3 separate regions of the Mus musculus genome follow, and regions 2 and 3 are each linked to region 1. Evidence: chromatin contacts called from public Hi-C and promoter capture Hi-C data. All regions are on one chromosome and are shown on one strand. Each heading gives the region's core, a stretch centred on a gene start, on an enhancer-like site or on the middle of the called end of the contact. The rest is flanking DNA. Distances are from core to core; before and after follow the strand shown. Region 1 holds the start of Tex261 (testis expressed gene 261). Region 2 holds the start of Sfxn5 (sideroflexin 5). Region 3 holds the start of Hk2 (hexokinase 2).

The links. A called contact is a pair of places that touch in the nucleus more often than the background predicts. Capture Hi-C pulls out chosen DNA fragments and counts their contacts.
Region 2: a contact with region 1 is called in a promoter capture Hi-C map of adipose tissue, with 2.7 times the contacts expected there. The contact joins the promoter of Sfxn5 here to the promoter of Tex261 in region 1. A contact is called at or near these places in 1 of 484 Hi-C or Micro-C datasets (B cells) and 2 of 9 other capture datasets (adipose tissue and pancreatic islet).
Region 3: a Hi-C map of B cells shows a contact between it and region 1, with 10 read pairs. The contact joins the promoter of Hk2 here to the promoter of Tex261 in region 1. A contact is called at or near these places in 1 of 39 promoter capture datasets (pre-B cells) and 1 of 484 Hi-C or Micro-C datasets (B cells).

The regions. Positions count from the first base shown.
Region 1 is chr6:83,773,413-83,777,534 of GRCm38.p6, reverse strand. Tex261 (testis expressed gene 261) reads left to right here and starts at 1,723. Exons shown (of 6, transcript NM_009357.2): 1 at 1,723-1,881; 2 at 2,438-2,517; 3 at 3,672-3,825. The coding sequence starts at 1,812. Gm52907 (predicted gene, 52907) reads right to left here and starts at 1,600. Exons shown (of 2, transcript NR_168047.1): 1 at 1,309-1,600.
Region 2 is chr6:85,331,582-85,335,703 of GRCm38.p6, reverse strand. Sfxn5 (sideroflexin 5) reads left to right here and starts at 2,282. Exons shown (of 14, transcript NM_178639.4): 1 at 2,282-2,396. The coding sequence starts at 2,289. Rab11fip5 (RAB11 family interacting protein 5 (class I)) reads left to right here. Exons shown (of 6, transcript NM_001003955.2): 6 at 1-742.
Region 3 is chr6:82,772,704-82,776,825 of GRCm38.p6, reverse strand. It overlaps Hk2 (hexokinase 2), which reads left to right and starts at 2,372. Exons shown (of 18, transcript NM_013820.3): 1 at 2,372-2,908. The coding sequence starts at 2,846.

The DNA of each region.
Region 1 (4,122 bases), core at 474-2,973:
GTTTTGTTTAGGAATGAGCACTTACTTTGTGAATCAAGAAATCTGACTCTGTGTGTGATATGTGTATGGTGGCACATACCTGTTGGGGGTCTAGGAATTGCCACACAAGCCACTCAGACACTGATCTTGGTCTACTAGGGATGGTTTACTGAATGCCACATCCCAAGACTTATTGAGTCAGGCTCAGGAGACAAACCATGACTCCAAGTTAAGATCCTCCAGGGTTGTAAAGCCCCAAGCCGCAAACATCTTGTGCCATGTTATTTCACCAATCAGGATTTAGGGATGGGGAACTTCCTTAGGAAGATGTCTTTGTGTACACTTGTCCTGCTCCCATTGGTTAGGGTATTCAACGGCTGCAGGGAACTTGCCTTTGTCTAAAATTCATGTCTTAACTTGTCTACCAGGATGGGACTTGTTTTGACTAAAATTCATATCTTAACTTGTTAACCAGGATGTCAGCTGCCCACATACCTGTCTCTCTCTGCCAATTAGGAAGTCAGTTCCCAGGGAAGTCTTGGGAACTTAAACTTTACTTGACCCCTACTCAAAATGGAGGGGGGGTCTTATTTTAAATAGTTTCTTATATCTCTTATGTTGGGGTTCATCCCAGGGGCAGCTTATAACAGCAAATCCCATAAAAGCTTATAGTCAGGTGCAGAAAGTATTGTTGGATGGTCACTTCAGACCCAAACTTGCTGTGAGTAACCATGCAAAGCATTTCTATTTAGATTGGTTTCCCAGGGCACAGAACAAAACAGAATACATAACCAATCCTGGCATTAGAAAGTTTCCTAGTAACAGTAGAAACATGAGCAAGTTTCCTTATAATGGCAGGCTGGCCAGGTGACAGTTACCTAGGCCTTAATATTGTACCTAGTCCTTAACATATAATATCTACCATTCCAGCACTCAAAACTACTTAGTGTCACCAAGGCCAGCCTGGAGGCACATAAGGCTGTTTCAAAAAAAGAAAAGATCTTTGCATGATGTTTCTACACCTTTAATCCCAGGATTTGGGATAAAGCAGAGGCAGGCTGGTCTCTGTGAGTTCAAGGTTAGCCTGATTTACATAGCAGGTTGCAGGACTACATAGAGACCCTTAATCAAAACAGACAAAACCAAAACCAAAGTTATATTTTGCCCTAGTACGGAGACTCCACACATCTGAAACCCTACCAATTGAGAGCTGGAGATGGGAGAGTTGACAGTTCAAAGGCCAGCCTGAGCTATGAGACCCTCCCTTTCTGAAAATAACAAACAAAAAGTTTGTTTGAGATAAGAGGCTTGTTGGCACTCTGAGCTTACCTGTGTCAGCCACTAGGTGGTGCTCTCTCAGATGATTACCTGCGGTGTCGCAAGTACAGTCAGTGCTTAGCTGTTGCTTTAGTCCCCACGCAAAAGTGAAGACCTGCATTGCAAAAGACCTCAGCCTAGAGGGAGAGTTAAGGCTGAAGGTGACCATTTAAAGGCACCTGGGATTCCAGATTATGCGGCTTCCTAGTGTGTGACCTGAGAGAAGGGAATCTTCCTCTCCCAGAAAATTAGGATCCAAGGCTGTGCGGAGCAGGCTTGAGCCAGGATTGGTTCCAATCAATCTGGGCTCTGTGTAGGCGCTCCGTACCGGGTGCAGCGCGATTTCGATCCTCCGAGCCGGTTAGCGGCGCTCGCGGGCTTGGCGGGGGCGCAGGGGCCGCGGCGCTCCGCCCTGCTCCTCTCGGCGTCCTCTGGGCGGGGACAGCACGGCGGCGGCCGCTCAGTGTCGCGGGAGCCGGACCGCGCAGGCCCGTCCCGGCGGCCCGGGGGGCGCCATGTGGTTCATGTACGTGCTGAGCTGGCTGTCGCTGTTCATCCAGGTGGCATTCATCACTCTGGCCGTCGGTGAGAGCGCTGACCCGGGCCGCGCGCGCCCCGATGCCCCGAGCCGCCAACCGCTGCTGCTCTTTGCAGCTGGGCGCTGACGACCCCGAGCTGGTCCTACTGGACCTCTGCGGAACCTTCCGGTGGGGATGCTTGGTTCCCGAGACGCATCCTTGCTCTTGGAGCCCTGAGCTCCCTACTCAGCCTGTCCCCTCCAGCTGGGACAGGGGGAAGGCCCCTGTCTGTCTCACCCGGCTGTGTGCTAGTGTACAGCACCCGGCCTGTAAACTAAGTGTTCTGCAGGTGTTGATTGACGAGTGAAGTTTAAGGTTCCCGGAACAGAGGTTAACTTTATGCTGTGCGGTCAAATCCAATATTTCTACAGTTGTCTTGGCAAAGTTCTATCTACTTGTGCAGATGAGAAGGACATCCCAGGGGTGCTTTGGCTTGTTCCCGACTTCCTGGAGTCTGAGGAGGGTTGGTGGGGGACTACAGGATGAGCAGGCTGGTGGGAGTGTCCCTGGCTGATCTCTTCCTGTTTGTCCCCCTCCCTCTGGGACCCCCTTCTCCTACCCAGCGGCTGGACTGTACTACCTTGCAGAGCTGATAGAAGAGTACACGGTGGCCACCAGCCGAATCATCAAATACATGATCTGGGTAAGTGGCCGCTTTTCCCTGGAGTAGTCACCCAGGGCTTGTTTGCCCTACATCAGAAACAGGAAGTGGGGACTGTTTGAGCTGGGGCTGTTTTGGTGCTGAGAACCCAGGATCTGAGGGTGTCCCACTTGCTTCCCTGCCCTGCAGTCTGCACTCCTGGGTCCAGATCACCCCTGGCCCTCCAGCCTCAGGTGGCATAGTTTCACAACCTACTGCCATTCCTTAAGGTGACAGTGCAGATATTTCATTGATAGGTATTCATGGCTTCGCTTTCCTGTGTCTGTCTCACAGTGTCCACGGTCTCTAACACCAGGTCCCCAATCCCAGCCCAGGCTTAGAACTTATAGGGACAATAAGGACAGTTTGTAACGCTTAGTTAGCTATTGCCCTCTCTCCACTCAGTGTCATTTGTCCTAAGGGAGAATGTCCAGCCCTTTCTCTTCCCTCATGGAGGTTTCTTTTCCTGAAGACTTGGTCCCTGTCCCTGTTAGAGAGGCTGTGAGGAAGACTGAGGTGCGGGGGGGGGGGGGGGGGAGGATACCTTTGGACAGAAAAGTTCACCTTTCAGTCGCCTAAAGTCTGCAGCTACTTTCACTCTCAACGTAGCCTGGGGTTGTAGTTTGTGGTAAAGACAGGGCTACAGCCAGCTCATTGGCTCAGTCTGTGGGTGTGGTTGGGATAGCAATTAGACCTTTCATCACCGACAACCGAAGCCTTTCTCAGACTGCCTGCTGGATTCATCACTGAGTTACGTAATTGATTCAGTAGATCATGCTTAGCATTCAAGGAAGCTATGAAATGGGACATGGGGGTACAGGCATGCATGCGGCCTTCGGTTAGATCCTCAGCTCCAGCTCCAAAAACAGTGCTAACAGTAAAAACGAGAGCAGGCAAAGTGAGTGTGCGCTCTGTCACACGTTGGGTATGTGTTTGGTGGAGTGCTGTATAAAATGTTTTTTTTTTCTTACTTTGGATCACTGTCTAAAATGTTTTAGAAGTGGCCTTCAGAGAGACCACCTTTTTGAAAGCTGAGTGTGGTTTCTGTGAACCGAGAAAACCAAAGTGCATTTGTAACAGCGCTGTGCAGAGCAGGCAGGGACTGACTGTCCCGGAGGCCTAAAGGTCCCCTGAGCCAGCGCCTCTGCCTGTTTTAGTTCTCCACAGCAGTGCTGATCGGCCTCTACGTCTTTGAGCGTTTCCCCACCAGCATGATTGGCGTGGGCCTTTTCACCAACCTCGTCTACTTTGGCCTTCTCCAGACCTTCCCCTTCATCATGCTGACGTCACCTAACTTCATCCTGTCATGCGGTGAGAGGGGGCAAGCAGGGAGGACTTGATGTGACTAGATGTGGGCACTCTGTCCCAGACACTGACCTGATACTGGGGAGGGGAGCACCTGAGCAGCGGCTGAGGTCCTACAGGAGGCCACACTGCTGCTCGTTCCTGAGGACCCTAGAGCCTGTCCCTGCCTAGTCCTCATGAGGGGAAGGGCTCCAGCCATGAGGACCTTGCCAAAGAGTCAAGTTAGAAGGAGGGTTTGGGAAAGAAGAGAAGCACACTATTTCCTGTCCCTGGAAAGTCACTTCTCATCCCGGAGTGACTCTG
Region 2 (4,122 bases), core at 1,033-3,532, 1.6 Mb before region 1:
TGGCTTGGCTGAAGTGCATTCAAGTGAAGTCAGGTATCTGCTCTGTGGTCCAGCTTCTAGCTTGCTTGTGAATACTGCCAGTCTCCCTGGCATCCTCGGGGGTCCTTGGTGGCTGTGCATTACAAAAGGTATGAGTGAAGGAGGTGAGATGCTGACAAAAGATTCTTTGGGCCCAGTGGAGAAGCAGTAACGTCTTTCCAGCTGTCTCTTAAAGACAGGGTCATGGGTTCACTCAGAACACCTCAGGAGAATATTCTCTGTGGATGACGTCAGTCTTCTGCCAGCATAGAGCAGATGAACCACAATGGGGTCCACCACTGTGCAGTTACCAACTATAGGTCAACTCAGAGATGAGAAAATAGCCACCAGTTCCCAGAGTTTGGGGGTAGGGTCAGTCCTTGGGTGTTGGAGGTGTCTTTTGAGGAACTGAGTCCCTCTTCTAGGTCTTCCTCTGGGCTTTAATTAGTCCCAGCCCTTCTCTCATCTTTCATCCATCCTTGCTGTTTGGCTTCTCTACATGGCCAGGGCAGGGGTGTCCTGCAGAGAGGTCCTGAACTGAGGCCAGGGTTTTGTTCATTGTCTGATCCTTACCACATACTGCAGAGTGCAGCCAGACAGGCAGCAAGCAGGCACAGCTCTGCTCTGCCCTTTGTCCTCCTAGTTGAAACTCCTGTCTATAAAGAGCTTGTTCTTCATGTTTTGAGCACTTTATGAAGAATAAAAAGATCACGTACCGCAGCCAGCTTGTGTGTTTGTTTTGAAATGAGCGGACAAAGGAGACCGCCTGTGGGAGAGGGCAGTGTGGTTCTCAGGTGACAGAGCTACCGCTCTGAAATCACAGGCAACACTGCCTCATGGCCCGTGTGCCTAGGATGCCTGTGCTCACGGGCACTGATCACAGGCATATTTACTGAGTGTTGGGCCTGGCGGGGTGGGGGGAGTGGATAAAGAGGGCAAGTTTTGTGATTTCTGTCCTGAAGCCACTGAGTTCAGTAAGGAAAGGTAGGATACAAACCAAAAATAAGAACTGTTCTTTGGGTCATTTGTGAGTTCTATTCCATGTGGGTCAGCTATCAGTGAGTGAATGAGCCCTTGGGCCACCAATGGCTCATGCTGTGTCCAGAAGGACAAGAGGGCAACCCCAAGTTAGCTCTGAATCCCACCATGAGACAGAGGCTCCCCTAGAGTCAAGGAGTTATGTCCTGGGTGAAACCATCAACTCCCCATTCTCCATGCCCAGTGTGGCTTATAACCACACCACTTAGCTGGGGCTGCAGTTGCCATTTGGTGCCATTCTGCAGGGGGTGGGGGTGAGGTGTTTATTACCTTGGTATTCTCTACAGCTCCTGGTGCACCCCTGTTGCTGGTCCTCAGTAATTAGGCTTGGACCAAACCTCCTTAGATCAAAAGAAGTAGGGTCTCAGGATGCTTAAGCTCTGGATATTTAAGTCACCCAAAGCATTTGAGTACCTAGTGTCAACCTTCCTATATCTGCACTGAAGATTTATCCATCCCCCTCCCCCACCATACAGTAGGAAAGATATTTAAGCTCATGGTTTGTCTGCTGGCTGGCACCTGTAATCCTGGGACTTGGGAGGCAGAGGAAGAAGGATCACAAGTTTGAGGCCAGCCTGTGCTACATAGTTCCAGGCTAGCCTGAGTTACATGCAAGGAGGCAAGAGAGTGCTGCGTGGTACAAAATCCGGAAGCGGATTTTTGTGGAAGTAGGCTGATGGAACGGATGAACGCGTATGCGGAACCTATAAAAAGAATCGCCTCAGGCCATGATAAAAATGAGCAGAATGTTAAAGGGTCACAGCAGCGTGAGCATGGCTTGTTTCAGAGAGTGGCAGAATGGCTGGAGCCAGGATTTTGATAGAAGAAACGGTAGGAAAATCCCGCAGTGCGACTCCTTGCTGAAGGCCATCCGAATTAACCCCACTCTGCCTGGAGTCCTTGCTTGTCTGATCCCGGGTCGTGTCCGCGTTTGTAGGGGTTCCTTGTCCTAAGACTCAGGCCTACACGTATATCCGCACATGCATTTGCATACATTCTCAGGACTGCAAACGCCTGCTGCTTTAGCGGTAGGAACTAAGACCAGGTCTGCGTGGGTGCAACTCTCTGCAGTCTGAGGTTGTCAGGCTCAGAGCAGGGGAAAACTACACTCCCCAGAAGCCCCTGCGCGCCCGGTTCGCTGCGGTTGCTCACGGCCAATCGGGAGAGGCAACTGTGGCGGGGGCCGAGGAGGGACATTTTAAAAGGGCTGGAGATTGCGGGCGTCAGTGGCCATGGCGGATACAGCAACCACAGCCTCAGCGGCGTCCGCGGCGGCCAGTGCCCCGAACGCCTCCACAGATGCGCCCCCTTTCCAGCTGGGCAAGCCCCGCTTCCAGCAGGTGAGGTTCGGGATGCGACGAGCGGGTGGAAGGGAGACACAGGGAAGGGCACGGAGCCAAATCTCTTGCAAAGTCACTTCAGCTCGAGGGTCTCCAACCCGCGGCCACCAGAGCCTACAGCTAGTGCGGGGACCTTGGCTGTAGCCGCTCCTTTCCTATTGGGCAACAGGATGGGCGAGGTCTCCCTCTCTGGTTTCCTATTGGCGGGTGGCACAGTCATTCCGCGGATGCCCGCGCCCTGGCACAGCCCCCGTCCTAGTCGCTCGATGATTGGCCACGCGGGTCGCGGTCCAGGGTCCGAGCGGCTCTGAAGGGGTCGCTCTGGCAAATGCGCCCTAGGCGCAAAGTTCCCGTCTTGTGATGCATGGGCCGGTGGTGTGGCCGGTATGCTCCTCAACTTCTCCCCGAGTGGGACTGACCTTTCTTGTGAGCTGCGGGACAGTCTCCGGGCAAAACTCCCTGGGCACGCCCCATGGTCATGCTCCGGTTCCTCAACCTCCAGCAAGGTGCTGCGTGTGCCCTAGGATGGGACCGCGTGCACCGGTACAGCGACCTGATCTCTGTCCGGGGGCCTGGGGCTTCAGTGATGAGACCAGCCGGACAGCTAGTGCGTTCTGCGGGGATGCGGCTGGGACAACGCGGAGAGAGCCCGGTGCGGGGAAACGCTGTGTCATTCTCCGAAGCTGAGCTCTCCTCCCAAGGGTCCCAAGTGCGCCCCAGTCCTACTTGCGCTGCTCCCGGCCGCTGCGCAGCGCTGGCCCCCATCCACACCCGCTTGGGCTCTTCAGGGTGCACCGTGACTATGATTAACCTTACTTGGGGACACGCCAACCCAAGAAACCCGGGTATCACTAACTCGGCCATGGAACCGGAGGTCCAGGTCTGTGAGCCAGGAGCATGGGAGCTTAGTTATTACGCCGCAGACCCTCAGACTGCTTCCAGAGCTGAAGTGACCCTGGGCTTGCCAGGAGTGGGGACAGCAGATGTGCTAGAGAAAACTTTGAAGGAAGAAAGAAAATGCTACAAAGGTGGGATGTGGCTGGGTTTAGAAGTGAGAATGGTTCCGAATTCAGCCCCCCCCCCAACTTCGTCGAACTAAGCTTTCTGAGAATACGTCCCTAGAGTTTTTTAAAATAGGACTTGTTTTCTTTCAAAAATAGACATGTCTCTGCATGGAGGAATCTGGAGAGACTTAATGTCCCAGCTAGTGTAAAATGCCACCAAATATTGAGACGCTGTCAGGGGTGTTTGTGCCTAACCTTGAGTGATCCTCCATTTGTCCCCACCCCCATTCTACGCATCCTTAAGTAAGCCTGCACTCCCGACTGGGAAACACTTGCTGTCTTTGGAACCCCCACCCCAGTTGTCCTATCAAGAACGCCAAACTCCGCTCTGAACCCCCCAGTGGGAGCCTCGCAGATGCAGATTACTCTTCCAAAGTATTCCCTAGGTCCTTTTCCGGATAAAAAGTGGTTGTTGATCTTACCCCAGGCAATTGGGTTTTTAATAACACGAACTGAGTAAGGGCTTTTCCCCCAATGTCTGGTGTCTGGTATCTGGAATCTGGATGGCTCATGGGTCATCCATCTACCCAACATTTACTGAGTACCTTGTATTGGCTTCCTGCCCTGGGCTCTTCACTCTTGTGGAGTGTGTTTGGGGAGGATTAGTTTCTGCAGCTGTTCACATCTGTGGAGTATGCAGTGGCCTCTGCAGAGGCCTCCAA
Region 3 (4,122 bases), core at 1,123-3,622, 1.0 Mb after region 1:
GAAACATTTTTGTTTGTTTGTTTTTGTTGTTGTTTTGTTTTCAATTTTGTTTTTGTTTTTTTGTTTTTCCAAGACAGGGTCTCTCTGTGTAGCACTGGCTGTCCTGGAATTTGTTGACCATGCTTGCAGCCTTGAACTCACAAAGTGCTGTTGCCTGGCTCTAAAACAACTACTACTTCTTCTTCTTCTTCTTCTTCTTCTTCTTCTTCTTCTTCTTCTTCTTCTTCTTCTTCTTCTTCTTCTTCTTCTCCTTCTTCTTCCTTCTTCTCCTTCTCCTCCTCCTCTTCCTCCCCTCTTCCTCCTCCTCCTCCTTCTTCTTGACAGGGTTTCGTTGAGTATCTCTTCCAAGTCTACTTGCTTGGTAAACCAAGCTGGCCTGGAGCTCAAAGATATGCCTGCCTCTGCCTCCCAAGTGCTGTGATTAAAGGCATGTGCCACCATGTCCAGCCTTAAAAATTATTTCTAATAGTTACTCTTAGGAGTTTGGATTTTAGTTGAAGAAAAACAATGGTTTTAAGACACCACCACCCCAAGACAGTCTGGTATATATCTATCAACCAATCTAATCTTATCTCTTATCTATCTATCTATCTATCTATCTATCTATCTATCTATCTATCTATCTATCTATCTACCTACCTACCTACCTACCTAGCGTATCTATCAAGCTATCCAAGTTGGCTTTGAATTCCTGACTCTTCTGCCTCCACCTCTGAATCACTGGAACTACGAGTGTGTGCCACTACATGAAGCACTGGTTTGTATTTTAAACAAGTCTCTTTAGCTCCTGAGTGAACGAGGGATCACAGTGGTCAAGCTAGAGGTACCTAAAAACAGCAGCTAAGTGAAATTACACAGGCTCTGGTGGAGTCATCGGTGGCCTGGCTATGAGGGTCTGGCCTCTTTGATTTGCTAAGTTAGACTAACTGTTCACTGATGGTGTGAATAGATGTAAGAGCAGGGAGAAAACCATGGATGGTGACGTCATTTGTGGAGACAATTGGTAAAAGGGGGGGGGGTGACCCTGGGAAGTTCAGCCTAGTACATGTTAAGTGTGAGACACTAGTCACCTCCACAGGGATGACAAATGACAGCTGGTTAAGAAAGCCAGAATCCCTGGGGAAAGTCCTCGCTTGTAGATTAGGTTTGTGAGTTACCTGTGTGCGGATGGTGTAACTGCTGACGATGGCGCTAAGAGGGATCACCCAGAGAGGAAATAGATGAACCACATCATAGAAAGTGGAGCAGAGCCTTTTTAGGGCTGGGGTGTACCTCAGTGGGCAGGGTGCTTTTCTAGCACGCACAAAGTCCCATGTTAGATCCCCAGTAGTGGCACATGCCACTCCGGAGGTGGAGAGAGGGCTTGGGGAGTGAGATTATTTGGAAATGGTAGGCTTTATCTTCCTTCCATGTAACTTTCAAACTCCTGGCTTTCCATTCTCCACCAGCACCAACTTCATGTCATCTGAGGTGCTATTTCAATATTGATGGCGTCTACTCATAAATGTCAACTTAGAGTCTGGTGTCAGGCATGAGCTGAGGTCGAGGCGGGCTCTTCTCAGCATCTATAAACCATTTCACACCACTTGAGCCTAGGATCAAGCTGTTACAGGTGCCCTTTCTCCTCCCATCTATCAGTCCCAGCTACAAACAAAGTTTCTCTCCAGCCTTTGCTGGCTTCAAGAAAGGCTGGATAATATACCGGGGGTGGGGGAATTGCATTTCAGAGTAAGATGTGTTCCTGTCTTCATCTACCATTTGTTAGGGGTGTGACCTTGGGCAAAACTCACTAACAGCACAGTGCCTAGTTCCCCAATCTGTAAAACGGGGTTAGTAAAATCCATATGCTATATTGGTGTGATATTAAGAAGGGCTGACTTTTGTAATGGCTTAGCTTCAGGGATCCGCTGACTCGTTGAGCTACAATTAAGATGAGAATCACGGTGCTTCAGACTTGTCACAGGGCAGTGGCAGCCCCTCACATGATCCCCAGATACCAGATTATGGCGTGTGCTGCTACGATCACTTGTCTTTCCAGTCGCCCAACATCTCTTGGGTCCGCGATCACGCGCCCCCCACCCGAAGCTGAGCCTGACGCGGCGGTGGCTCATGCGCCCTGGAGTCCCGAGCTCTAGCCACGGAACACACGTCCCAACTCTGGCGCCCAGCTCCGCCCCTAGCCTCGGGCGCGTCTCTCCCGCCGCCTGCTTGGGTGCTGGAGCAGCCGCGCCCGCGGGCTCTAGGCGCTGATTGGCTGTGGACCGCGGGCGGACAGCCGAAGAGCGCACACACCCTCTTCCCGCAGCCAATGAGCACATCCACGTCACTGTCCGGGGCGGCCCAAAGAGCCGGCAGCCCCTCAATAAGCCACATTGTTGCACCAACTCCAGTGCTGGAGTCTCAGGACACCACAGGCTACCCGGAGTTGTTCTGCTTTGGAGATCCGAGGGCAGGAGCATCACGCCAGTGACTCTGATAGGTGCGATCGCCGGATTGGAACAGAACTGTCATTTTTTTCCGAAGTTGAGCCTTAGTGACCCAGTGAGTGAAGTTAGCGACGGGACGCTAAGCAGCTAGACCGGTCGGCAGGAGTGAGACTTAGGGTACCTTCTAGTAGTTGTGATTAAAAAAATTGAAAAAAAGAAAAAAAAAAACCCTGTTTCTGGAAACTTGAGGCCCTCAGCTGGTGAGCCATCGTGGTTAAGCTTCTTTGTGTGGCTCCTGGAGTCTTCGATCCCAGCCGGACACCCGGGCCTGGTTTCAAAGCGGTCGGACAGCGCTGCCTGCTCCATCGGTAGCGCTCGAGCCTCGGTTTCTCTATTTGGCCCCGACTCGCCGCAACAAGATGATCGCCTCGCATATGATCGCCTGCTTATTCACGGAGCTCAACCAAAACCAAGTGCAGAAGGTAAGTCGGCACGGGCGGGAGCTTCTGGCTCGCTTCGGACCAAGTTGCGTGCTCTCCCGGAATCTGGAGCACGCAGAGGACCTGCTTCCTCCTCCTTCGGGGCTGGAGACGTGGAACCAGTCTGGGTAGCTGGGAAAGTCCTGCGCGCGAGAAGCCACGTCTGCTAGGCACCCTCGTGGCCCGACCGCTCACCATCGATAGTCCCACCTACCCGGGACCTGCGCGCACCCTCCCCACCCTTAGAGCCCCTAATTTCTTGATGGGACGGCCGCCCTGCACGTAGTCTGAGACTGCTGCGCCCACGTGGGAGGAGCCCCCTTCTGCAGCCCCGAGTTCCGGCAGGAGCACGTGGGGAAGAATCCTGCTTAGGGGAGGAGGCGGGGTGGAAGCGTGTAGCAGCTGGGGCCCGGCCCTCTTGAATTTAAGGATGTGTTGAAGAGGCCTTCGGTTCCTCGTGGCGCTCCTTGGGGGTGGATCGGGGGTGGGGTGGGGGAGAGAGCCACCCAGGAAGGAGCGGGAAAGGGCGCAGAAAGACTAGCCTGCCGCGCCCCCTCCCCGGAACTGAACTGCCCGGAACTGAGGCTCGAAAGGGGCGCCCCCTCACAGCAGACCTTCCTGGGGACCGCCCCGCCTCGTCCCCGTGTCTGGCCGCCGAGTTGAGGGCGGATTTTGGATAGTATGTTCTGATTTGGAACTAAAAGTTACACGGAATGGACTCATCTTCCCACCCCACGATCCCCAGAGTTCTTTTTTTTCTTTTTTGTTTTTGTTTTGTTTTCTTGGTTTCTGAAAATGAACCTTTAGTCGCTCTGACCTTCCTGAGCCCACCTCACTCTGCCTTCCCGGCAAACTCCAGTTCTCTCGGCGCGCCATTTACATAAGAAAGCGCCTCCGGCCCTGCTTGGAGCCTCACTCTCCTCTTCGGGCTAGAGAGGTGGGGGTGGACCGGAGCCAGGCCCGGAGCGCTCTAACTCCCAGGAGAATTGAGTTTCTAAAATACCCAGGATTACGGGATTGGTTCCTACCCTAGTCCAGGATTTAGGAGAGGGAATGGTCTAGTATGGGGCAGGGGCCGAGGGTGGGTGCTGTCCAGAGGTTTGTGTTAGAGCTCAGTTACACATTTGAAATTACAGTGTCTCACAGGAACAAATTTTAGGGAAAGTGCCTTGACCACGTTCCAGCCCCCTCCCCCCTCTTCTCTTGGTCCTGACTGC